2 separate regions of the Hordeum vulgare genome follow, and region 2 is linked to region 1. A link is a contact called in public Hi-C data. All regions are on one chromosome and are shown on one strand. The core of a region is the stretch at or near the end of the contact, and the rest is flanking DNA. Distances in the headings are between cores, read along the strand shown. Region 1 holds the start of LOC123440797 (nuclear transcription factor Y subunit B-1-like). Region 2 has its middle 54 kb from the start of LOC123440798.

What was found. A called contact is a pair of places that touch in the nucleus more often than the background predicts.
Region 2: a contact with region 1 is called in a Hi-C map of leaf, with 6 times the contacts expected there. The contact joins the enhancer-like site here to the promoter of LOC123440797 in region 1. A contact is called at or near these places in 2 of 6 Hi-C or Micro-C datasets (leaf and seedling).

The regions. Positions count from the first base shown.
Region 1 is chr3H:584,837,661-584,843,588 of MorexV3_pseudomolecules_assembly, forward strand. LOC123440797 (nuclear transcription factor Y subunit B-1-like) reads right to left here and starts at 3,709. Exons shown (of 1, transcript XM_045117344.1): 1 at 2,912-3,709. The coding sequence starts at 3,549. The coding sequence ends at 2,998.
Region 2 is chr3H:584,992,893-584,998,820 of MorexV3_pseudomolecules_assembly, forward strand. It overlaps the pseudogene LOC123442107. Among protein-coding and RNA genes, the nearest start is that of LOC123440798, 54 kb to the right of the region's middle. Within about 2 kb of position 2,984, at least 3 of the 3 cell types and tissues checked have open chromatin away from gene starts, as enhancers often do. A contact at or near this core is called in leaf and seedling, where this site is marked.

The sequences.
Region 1 (5,928 bases), core at 2,459-4,958:
TATATATTTCATGATGAGCATAAACTGGACATGTATAGCCTATAACTTATTTTTCGCAGGGGATCTATAGCCTATAGCTAGATCAAGATGACAATTATAACCCAGAAACAAGCAAAATAAGAATAAGTATATATTCAAACTGTGAACAGCTTATGCTAAACAGGCCAGATTAGCTATTTTTTACCATGAGCTTGTCAAAGAATAACAGGACCTGCAACCTCAAAAGCTGTAGTTCAGCGGGTTTATTTCCTTGCAAACCAGCAAGTCAACCTAGCTCCAGGATATTATCGTGTATAGCTATATTATACTCCCTCCGTTCTTAAATATAAGTCTTTTAAGAGATTTCACTAGGTGACTACATACGAAGCAAAATGAATGAATCTATACTCTAAAGTATGTCTATATACATCCGTATGTAGTCCTCTAGTAGAATCCCTAGAAAGACTTATATTTAGGAACGGAGGGAGTAATTCGGTTTTGGCAAGGTAATTGCATGCCTGATGTATTTCTCATACAGAAGAGCCGTTGAACCTACAAAAAGGACATTCCAGTGTTTGCCGTGCACTGTACGTATAGTGTATGCATGAATGGTGATGCACCTGCCTGAATTATTGAGAGCATGCAATTGCTCACTCTCTGCAACCACTCATAAAACATGATAGTTATTATGTCAGTAATTAACGAACATCAATTTCTGCGTCCTATGAACATTTAAGACTACGTGATAGACTGATAGGGTACTAACAGTATACTATGGTGGTGTTTCTTTCTGAGGGACTAGACTTTTTTTAGTCCCAGCGACTAAAGAAAAAAGTCCTTCCAATAGAGTCTTTTCGTAGTCCCTTAAGAAAAAGTCCCTTCTGTTTTTTTACCTAGGGACTAAAAGGAACTTTTTAGCCTAGTCCGTGGGAAAAGAAACACCACCTATACCAGCATACGGGCCGCATTCATAACCTAGCAATTTCGAAAATGAAACAAAATTCGGTATAAATTGACATACTCATATATACTCATACATCTACAATCAAATGCATATACACACACTTATAGTATATGTATTAAGAACTTTTTCGAGATTTGGTCTCAGACTTTGAGTACACATCTATCATTTTGGAAAGCTCTTAGGAAGTGTTAGCCCACCTAAGGGCTCGTTCGGTTCCATGTGATTTGAACAGGATTGAAGAGGATCGAGAGGGATTAAATTCGCTATAAGTCAAAATCGTCCTCACTTCCCTACAATAATCTCCATTAGGAAGTGATGCCCTGAACCCAAGCCTCGAGAATTCTCGTGCAAATGGAGCGGGAGTAGCGCTACCATCATCCTATCATTTTTTGTAAAATAATTGAAAAAGTCCTCATGCCTAACCAAATCTTAATAATTCATCTCGTAATTTTAAATTGGATCAGGGACTGGGATGGGGAGAAGGATCCTGGTCCTCCACTGCCGTCGCCTCTCCTCAAAAAAATATAGGGTTCTTGCCTCTCGCCGGTGGCCCTAGGACCATGGAGGCACGATGGATCCTAGCAAGGGCCGGCGGGAGGGCTCCACTTTTAGTCGTCTCTTTCGATTATGTTAGGGTTTGTGTCCTACTTAAGAAGGCGAGACGACGGCTGCTCCCTGAAAATGGAATAAAGTTCTCCCTGTCTAGCCCCCGTTCCAACGATGGTTCTTGCATCGTTGGTGGACGTGTGGAGGTGTGTCTCTGGTGGATCTATCTTTGGTGAATTTGCTCGGAACTCGTCGTTGTTCATCTACGTTCATGTGTCTTCGGATTGGGTCCTTCCGATCTATGTTATTCTTCATCGGCGGCAATTGCTATTTTGATGCGCTGGTCCTATAGGCCCTAACACGACAATTTTTCGACTGTCTACTACAAGAAGTTGTGCCGGACTCCGGCGATGGAGAGGCGATGACGACGGCGCGCCTTCGGTTTGCTTTAGTGCTTTAGTCGTTGCTAGGTGGTCTATAGATCTGAATGTATTTTTTATTATTTTTAATGTTCATGGTACTGTCATGATCGAAGATGAATAGATAGAGAGTTTTTCGTAAAAAAATAAATTAATTTGGATTTTTTATAGCTGATAGCGATAGTACATTTAATGTGCTGAACATTGCTGGTGTGCAAAAGATTATATACTTATTGTTACTTTTTGAGATGTTACTTGTACTTTGATACTACGTACTTTACGTTAAATAAACGGCTGTGTGCATCGATGGATATAGAGGCCGGTGGTATTTCTCTTTTTTGGAAAAAAAAATCAAAAAATCCCTCAAACTACACAAACTTTGAGGTATATACTACTGCTTGAAAAGTTAATTCTCAGAAAATTTCCTCAGCGTGTATGACTGTATATATGGATGAGCTCACTGCTTGCAAAGAGTATCCATTTTTTCCGAAAAGGGGAAACCTCCTGCCTATGCACCTTGCGATGAACACATCGAGGAGTAATATGAATTAATTAGTTAACCCAATCATATCGGAATTAAGCTAGCTAGCAGGAAAAAACAAAGGCACATTGATAAATTGAAATTGATCTACAATCTTAATCACTGAGCTCGGAAAACAATTAACTTGAACTGCTTAGTCTGGTGCGCAGCTAGAATTAATTAGCCACAAAAATATTACTAGTAATCTGGACACCTAATCAGATCGAATCGATCATGCACCATTCTCCAATTAATTCCAACTCCGCCGTGTCGCGGTCGCCGGCCCCGGCCGTCGTCGTCGCCGTCATCCTAGTGATCCTCTTCCTTTAGTTGTCTTTGATCGATCTCCAACACACAACACATTAATTAACCAGACGAACAACTACTCTTCTCTGCTACCCACTAGCAGCTAGCTACTCCTAATTCTGCCACTAGCTAGCTGGTCACCTCTCTAATAAGAAAATGGAGAGAGCAATTAAGGTGTAGCTAGCTAGCCAGCCCTTGCGGCATGGATCAAGCAAGAAGATGGACGCGTGCCTGATCTGATGGAGTAGGTATTAGCTGCTAGTTCAAAACTGCCTGCCGGCGCCGGGGCCGGTGTTATCCCTCCTGTCCATGGCTTCGAACATGAAATTACCGGAGCCGCTGGCGCCGGCGCCGGAGGTGGAGGCGTCGGGGACGGGGAGGCCCCCGCGGGAGGAGGCGGCGGCCGCGGCGCGGTCGCCCTCGAGCTCGCGGAACTTGAGGAGGTACCTGCGCATGGGGTCGACGTAGTCGTCGAAGCCGAGCGCCGAGAAGGCCCAGCAGACGTCGTCGCCGTTGACGGTCTTGCGCTTCTCCTTGTGGCACTTGTCGGAGGCCTCCCCGGTGACGAAGCTGATGAACTCGGACACGCACTCCTGCATCGTCTCCTTGGCCTCCTTGGAGACCTTGGCGTTGGGGGGCAGCACCTGCTTCATGATCCGCCCCACGTTGGCGATGGGCAGCAGCCGGTCCTGCTCCTTGATCCCCTGGTCCCCGGACCCGCCGCCGCCGTGCAGCAGCTCCGGAGGGCTGCCACCGCCGCCGCCACTGCCGCTGCCGCCGCCGAGCTGGGTATAGTGGTGGTGGTGGTCGGCCATCGATCGATCTGCTCGATCTGCGCTCGCCTGTCTCGATCTTTTATATGGGAATTGAATGGACTGGACACGGTGTGGGGCGGTGCAGTACAGGAGCGTGGCGAGGGGAGCTACTTTTCGTCTCGCCGTGGTGCTTACACTTGTAACCGGCTAGTGGCGGAGCGGGTACATATATAAATGAATGAGGAGGGAGAATATGCTGGGCTGTGTTGGTGGCTGGGCTGGGGCGCGTTGAAACGTCTCCGCCTGCGGGCTGGTGCTCCTGCTCCCCTCTGTGTTGCTCTGTCCGTCTGGGTGAGGGTGACGACGACGACGACTGGCTCAGTGGCTGCAACCCCTGCAAACCTGCGCACGTACTCCACTACTGTGGCTAGCCTAAGCCACCCAGCGGCCGGGAGCTGGCCTTCCTTAATCATGCACGCGGCGGTGCTCAGGCCCGCGCGCGCGCCGGCCGGCCTGCCTAACTGACTCGTTGATTTGTTTTCCATTTCATTGTTTGTTAATGGCCGGCCCCGTGCTAATGCAGTGTCTTCGACCGCCATACGGAGGGTATTTCGTTTCCTCAAATGGCATTATATGCCCTAAGGGAGGACCTGAAACTGCTAGGACACAGAATCAGAGACAAACATGTTGTTTGTTTTCAGGATTGGATATCAGTGAACTTCAAAAAAAAAAAAAAATCATTGATAGTCGTTTGTGTACTCTTCAATGCCTTTTTTTGTCGGCACCCCCTTCCTTTTCTCCTCTATCTTGTAACATACTTACTATTTTAATGAAAATTACCATAGAACGATTGTTTCTACAGTTGGGGGCATAAAAAATGGCATTAGTTAGCACTTAATTGAAAACCTGGCCTCACCCAAATCATTGTGTTTGTTTTTTGCATAACATGATGCAAAGGTCGGGGTATATCCTCATTTTTGAAAAAATGTTGTTCTTCTTCTGGTAGTTGGCCTAGTTTCGATATTTTGGCACGAGATCCACTAGTGCATTATGCTTATGCTTTGGGCACCATGTGCCAATGTTGTTGGCTAAGACACCATCTCGTGGCATCTCCAATGCAAGCCTTCAAAACGGAAACCGCAAATATCCGCGAACATATTCACATACATGATAGGGGAGGTAGGCATCCAACGCTATGCTCAAAATATGGAGAGAGTGGACCACATCGTTGCTTTTGGATGAAGATGCATGTGTGGTGGGAGAGGAAGAGAGAGGGAGGGAGAGGGAGAGGGAGAGGGAGAGGGAGAGAGAGAGAGGATGCCACATGATTGCTTTTGGTTTGACATGTGGATGTACAAACACACACAAAATGTCCTCAAGTTTGTGGCTAGTATAACGAAAATGCACATGTGGACTGGTTTGCAAACATTTAGGGTACCGTGTTGGATGGCAAAAACATCCTGGACAACACGTTCTAGACACACATGGACACTTTGAGGGTCCGCTTCACAGTTGCCTTAGTTGGCGTCGTATATTCATCGTGGGTGCCACTTAATGCACATGGTTCTTTTATGGGAACCTTTGACATAGGTGCTAGATGTAAAAAATGACCAATACCCTCACCTTGTTTCAAAATCATTTCAACTCCCACATTCCATGTAGGGATGGTAATGGCTACCCATTAAGCATGTACCCTGCACGTAAAACCACTATTGGGGTAAGGGTATGAAAGAAAAAGTTACCATGAGTATATAAATAGGGAAATCTAAAACCCATCAGATAGAGCGGTTACGTGTATGAGATCATATAACCCATACCCATATACCATGCACGAATATAAAATCTGACAAATATCACTACTATGGAAATGCTTATAGATAGAACATCAGTAGTAGCGCTTGAAAATATGTAGCGCTGCTACTAATTAGCAGTAGCTAGATTTGGACAACGCTACAAGTGATGCCTTAGCAGTAGCGCTGTAAATGTAAGCAGCCCTACTACTAAGTGGGACCTAACGAGTCCACCAATGCTAGCTGTAGTAGCAGCGCTGTCCAAAATACCACACTATTGCTAAGCACGTTAGCAGTAGCGCGCCAGCTGGCATAAAGCGCTACTGCTAAGTGGGAGCCAACGAGTCCACTGACGCTAGCTATAGTAGTAGCGCTGCCCAAAATACCACGGTACTGCTAAGCACGTTAGCAGTAGCGTCGGCTGACATAAAGCGTTGCTGCTAAGTGGAACCCAATGAGTCCACCGACGCTAGATGTAGTAGTAGCGCTGCCCAAAATACATCGCTACTACTAAGCACCTTAGCAGTAGCGCTGGTTGGAATACGGTGCTGCTGCTAGGCGTGGCTGGTGCCACCTTTTCACCCACCCACTCTCCCCTCCCCCTCCCCCCCCCCTTTGACATGTCCCCTCCTTTCCCCTCTCCCCTCTC
Region 2 (5,928 bases), core at 1,734-4,233, 150 kb after region 1:
GACCGATTAGTGAGTTGGCGGTCTATCCAAACATTTGAGACGATACGAGGGGTCTAATTGTAGATGTTGTAACCGCTTTGAGGTTGAGGGATCGTCCAGAGATACAACGAGCATGTTTGTGTCGCGCACTCGTGCTGTGATGAGTGTTTTGATCCGCGAGGGGAAATGATTAGGCAGTTGGCTGCATCGACCTGTATAAGAGCTGCTCAGAGATCGAAACTGAGAGAGAAACTTGACCCAAATTAGGCAGTTGGCTGATGCTGATTAGCCAGCATGAAAAGCCTCCCAACGTTGGCATGTACACATGTGCTTATTGGCGAGCACAGCCGTCCGTCCGTCCATGGACGGGGAAAACGTGCGCCCTGCAAGTCTGCATCAGTATGCGCAGTAGCGGCTGTCGATGGATCGACCGACGCGGACCTGCCAGCACTGCGCCTGCGTGCTTCGCTATTCCCGCACAGCCCGCGCCGCGGCACTACTGCGGGCGGCAGGCGCGGCGATTGGGCGAGCGCCGCTGCATGCCTGCAGGGAGACCGGCCGGCCATAGCCAGGGCGCCACAGCCACTGGCCAGCGCATGTGATTCACAGGATGATGCAACCATGCGTGCATCACGTCGCGGGCCCGCTGCTGCCTGCATGCGCACTTTCTAGCGATTCTCTGAAACCACGTCTGCTGTAATTCAAACACCTCCAAAATTGAAGATCGACGGTAGAAAGGATACTGGTTCAAATGATTTCGCCCCGTCCGCTGGATCCAACGCCCATCCTTCTTCTTCTTCTTCCTCCTCCTCCTCCTCCTCATGCCACCCCTCTCTCGCACGTCCAAATTAGTCGAGGTTTTCTTTTTCTTTCGAGAAATTGTCTATTTATCTTTAATCATAAAAGTATAACCAACATAAAAAATAATAAAAATTATATTCAGATACGTATACAACTTAACGACGACTACAAGCACTGAAGCGAGTCAAAAACGCGCCATTGTCATCGCCCCTCCGTCGATGGAGGCAGGAAAACTTGTTGTAGTAGACAACCAAAACACCATCATGTTAAGGCCTCAAAGGACCAACGCACCAGAACAAGAACCACCGCCAATGAAGAAAAACGTAGATCAAAAGAATCCAACCTGAAGGCACACAAACAAAGACGAAGAAAGAACAGATCCATACAGATTCATGAAAGACAACCACCGACCGAATCCGACGAGATCCGTCGAAGATACAACTTCACACGTCTTCCTACGATTCTAAACACACCATCAAAAAGGGGCAAGACTGAAAGAAACTTATTCCATCTTTAGGGCTGCGTCACCATATCGTCTTCCTAAACGGAACACGAAATCCTTCAATCGGCAAGGATCGGAATATATCATACACCCATTACACTAAGTCACATGAGACGGTACGGAAGGCAAAAACCCTAGCCGCCTTTCTTGGAAGGAGAGACGAATGGAGAGGAAATATCCGCTCGGTCGAGATTTTTCCTCCCATACAAGCAGTGGAGCGAGATGGGCGCGGCCGCCCCGACTCTCCGACGATGGAGCGGGATATCTTCCGTGCCTAGCGACCTTCGACGCAGGGTAATGAAGCTTCATCGTCATTTATGGCGCCGGCAAACTTTAACTTTTAGATCCGTCGCTGCCTACAAGGGCACTGCCAGCGCGAGGTCTTGGCGTATCCCCGGCTCGGGCTCGGGGCTAAAGTACGTACGTGTGTTTCGGGATGCAAACTACGCGGTACGACCCTGCTTGCCGGCGACACTCGCAGCCGCAGCATGCTGCACGGCCGTGCGGGACGATGGATCCGAGGAAAGGATTGGCCGGCGGCGAGAGAGCCTTTCCGGTGTGGTTCAACGTACCCGTGTCGCGCGCTAGCCGCCGGGGACGTCATCCTCTAATTTTCTCGGGGTAAACAGATGCCTGTAGTGCACCTGCACGTACAGAAACAGTCATGCATGTACCATCTACTTAATCTGCACTGCTAAGCCCGACTCCTACCCACATGCTTGTGTCCCGATTTTGTCCATTTGAAACATGAAACGCACGCCCGTGTCCCGTTTTCACCGTCCACCGGTAGGCGCATCTAACGCGTACGTGGCCGCGCCCCAAACTATGTCCGTTTTGCTGTTCAAAAAAAAAAAAAAACTATGTCCGTTTTGGACTTTAGAAAGGGAAAAAAGGCATTGTAAAAATAGTTAAATATATTACAATGACTTATTTCAAAAGTTCATGATAGTCATGGCTCGCACATACTATTTCCGTTTCTAAATATAATTCCTTTTAGAGATTTCACTACACATTATACACGAATGTATGTACACATACTTTAGATTATAGATTTATTTATTTTATTCTGTATGTAGTCCGTAGTGAATCGGACGGTCCATGAAATGGCCGGACTGCCACGAAAGGAGGAGAAGGAGGTGAGCGGGGGCGAGGATAGCTCCGACGACAAAGCCGATCCGGCTCGATCCGTACTGCGTCTTCAACCGGTAAGTCCAAAACAAGGACAACAATGGCCCCAGAAGGAAAAGGGCAGCCGCGGATAACCTACACCATATGCAAACATGCTAAATTTTGATAGTCCGATGACATGTTTGTTAGTGATGGAATAGCCGGACAGGATGTGTAATGCGTCGATGTAATAGTCACATGAATTGTATGAATTTGAGATATAAAATTTAAGGTATCTAAATATAGGATGCATTATTAAAGATGTGACCTGTCTGTGTGGACGTGTCCGGGTCCGGGTGTAGATGCTCTAAGCGCAGATAGCTGCTGCACCGGGCCTCTGCTCTACTGCTGCTATAGTAACAAGTGCCAGCCACAGGAGCGGGTATCATTTATTTCACGTTTTGTTTTTGCACCCGCATCGTGCGAAAACAAAAAAAATCCTCGAAAAAGGAGGTTGTGCGGACGTGGTGGTATCTACGTACGACAACGCACTTTGAAAGCGACCTCAACAGGGTTTCAGGCCTGTGATGCATGCAGTTCGTGTAAAGCTGTATGTGTCAATCTCTTCGCCAGAGCCAGGCAGTTCATCATGGTGCGTGGGGTGGGCACACCAAATGCCTGCTTTAAGTTTCAAGGCTGCCAACGTGCGCGGCGCCAACTTTTTTTGAGATCAATTCCCGAAAAAAGAAGAGATTATTTTGAGATCGAGATTGCAATGATGTGCCATGCCGGGTTAAATTTCAGCCTATGCAAGATCATTTATTTTTTTTATTTTTTTATTTTAAGATCATGATCTTTTGTTTTTCATTATCTACTCTCACTATACCATAATACTTGTCGTTCGAAAATTTGCATTGGTTTTTACTAACAACAAATCTTTAGGTACATCGAAAGAAGAATCTTTTAGAAAACGCACGATCGCAATATTACTTGTATTATTTTTTTAGACAATCTTACGATGCTTTTATTTGAGTCGTCACAATATTTACATAGATACAAGTAGAATCACCGGATTGCCTGACAAAAGATGACGGTCAACCGCAAGTAACAGAATATGCTTTTCTAAATTATAAGCCTCGGTATTCGAGCTCCTATACTCGGGACTACAAATGCAACTAGTGAAAAAAATAAAATGACCCATGATTTCTCTAATGATGGCATTGCAACAAGTACCGCTTCTCAGCTTCATATCATCGATGAAATTTTGCAGTCAGATGCAACATATATTCTCCGTTCATAAAAGATCGCCTGCTAAAGATAGCGCTTCACGGCCTGCTAGGGCTTCCAAGGCTTTTGGGTCTATAACTCCAACCCAAGTGATCGTCGAGGCACCAATGAAAATCCCCCGTGTGTCCCTGCAAACAACATCTACAGATCCCACGAGGCATTCCTAATTAGGGCCGCATCCACATTTATTTTGCTCATTCCTTCCGGCGGTGCAATACGCCAGTTTGGCCGAACTCGAGCATTTGATCTCCCTGTTGTTGATTTCTCCAAAACATTCAAATCGGCTATGAAAGAATTAATGATTTGGCCCAAGAGCCTCACCTCTCGGTAGCTTTGTATACGGGGAACTCCTTGAAATCACTAATAAGGGGTACCCCTTCCAAAGGACATTCACGCCTTCACAGAAAAATGGCGCACTGCGCGAAGTTTTCTGTTTTTTCAGGCATTCATTTATTCAAAATGTTTTATCTCTGAAATTGCATGTCCAAATCGCAAACCATTTTCACTACTGGATTTCTCGCATCGAGATCTTTGAAACCAGATACAATGTTGATAGGTTCCCACGAACTTTTTTCATGAAAAAACTGAGAAAAGAAATTGACAGAAAAAAATGAGCCACAAGCATGAATTTTCTTCATATTTTCCCCTTTCCAAAAGGCACATCTGTCCCTCTCGCGGAAGCAAATATGTATCTCTTTCGGAATAAGAAAAAAAAACTTGTCGTTTCCCTTTTCAAGCTTGTTGCGTAAGAAAAATAGTGTTTTTCTTTCCTTTCCAAGTTGTGCCTCTCGCGAAAACAAACGTATGTCTACACAATAAGCAAATTTGTGCCTCTCACGGAAGAATATAAGGTGTTTTTCTCCTTTTTGAGTTGTGCCTCTTGAGGAAGCAAATATGTGCCTCCACGAGAACCAAATATGTGCCTCTCGCAAAAAAACGTATTTTTCTTTCTGAATTGTGCTTCTCTCGGAAGCAAAGAAAATGGTTTTCTTTTCTTTTTGAGAGACATCGGAAGAAAATATGTGCCTCCATAAAAAGCAAATTTGTGCATCACGCGAAAGCAAAAGAACACATTTATTTTCTTTTCCGATGGGCAGCAAAGGGCACCTGCGCTCCACGAGAAACAAGTTTATGCGTCCAGTAGAAGCAAAAAAGAAAATACTTTTTATCGAGAGATACAATTGGGTCTCTTGTGGAAGCAAATCTATGCCTCCCTGAGAAACAAATTTGTGATTCTCATGGAAGCCAAAAAACACATTTTTCGTGCTATTCTCACATTTATCGAGAGATACAATTGGGCCTTTCGTGGAAGCAAATCTATGCCTCCCCAAGAAACAAATTTGTGATTCTCATGGAAGCCAAAAAACACATTTTCGTGCTATTCTCACATTTATCGAGAGATACAATTGGGCCTCTTGTGGAAGCAAATCTATGTCTTCCCGAGAAACAAATTTGTGGTTCTCATGAAAGGCAAAAAACACATTTTTCGTGCTATCCCCCCCCCAACACCCACACACACAAAAACCCTAGGAAACCCTGTCCCCAAAAGAACCGGAACAAAACCATCAAAATCCCAAAAAAAAATACAGAAAAAAAATCTCGAAGAAACATTCAACACGCGAGAGGTGACGGCGGCTGAGCTTCCACGATAATGCTTCTCATGGAGGCACTGGAAGACAACGATTCCACAACATTTGTATTATTTGTTTTTTTCTTTTGAAACACAACAGACGAAAACATGTGCCTTCGGAACAAGTGGTGCCCTCTCAGCTCACAAAAAACAATAATGCTAGACATACAAAAACTTACAAAGGTTTACTTAACCTTCCAAACTAACTCTTCTCTCCCCCCCTGATTTTCAGTGAGGGTGGGGCCCCTCATCCCTCAATTACCAATCACAATCTTACACATCAGTTTGTACGTAAAATCTTTACGTAAGCCTTTGTAGGTGTAGCATTACTCCACAAAAAATGACCCTTACTAGCCTCCCGCAAAGGGTTACCCCTTTCTTATTTGTCCTTCTAGAACTCTTAGATCGGCATATTTTATTTGACCCTCGTGCGCGTCAAAATATCGTGGCTACACTGAAGCTCGGCATCCTGACAACCCAGTTTGAGCCGGCCCACGGTCACTCTGCTGGTTCTTTTTTTCTTTTATGTTTCTGTTTCTGTTTTGATTTCTTTTTCTTTTCCTTTTTTACATTTTCTAGTATATTTTAACAAAAATGCTACACCTATGAAAATTGTTACATA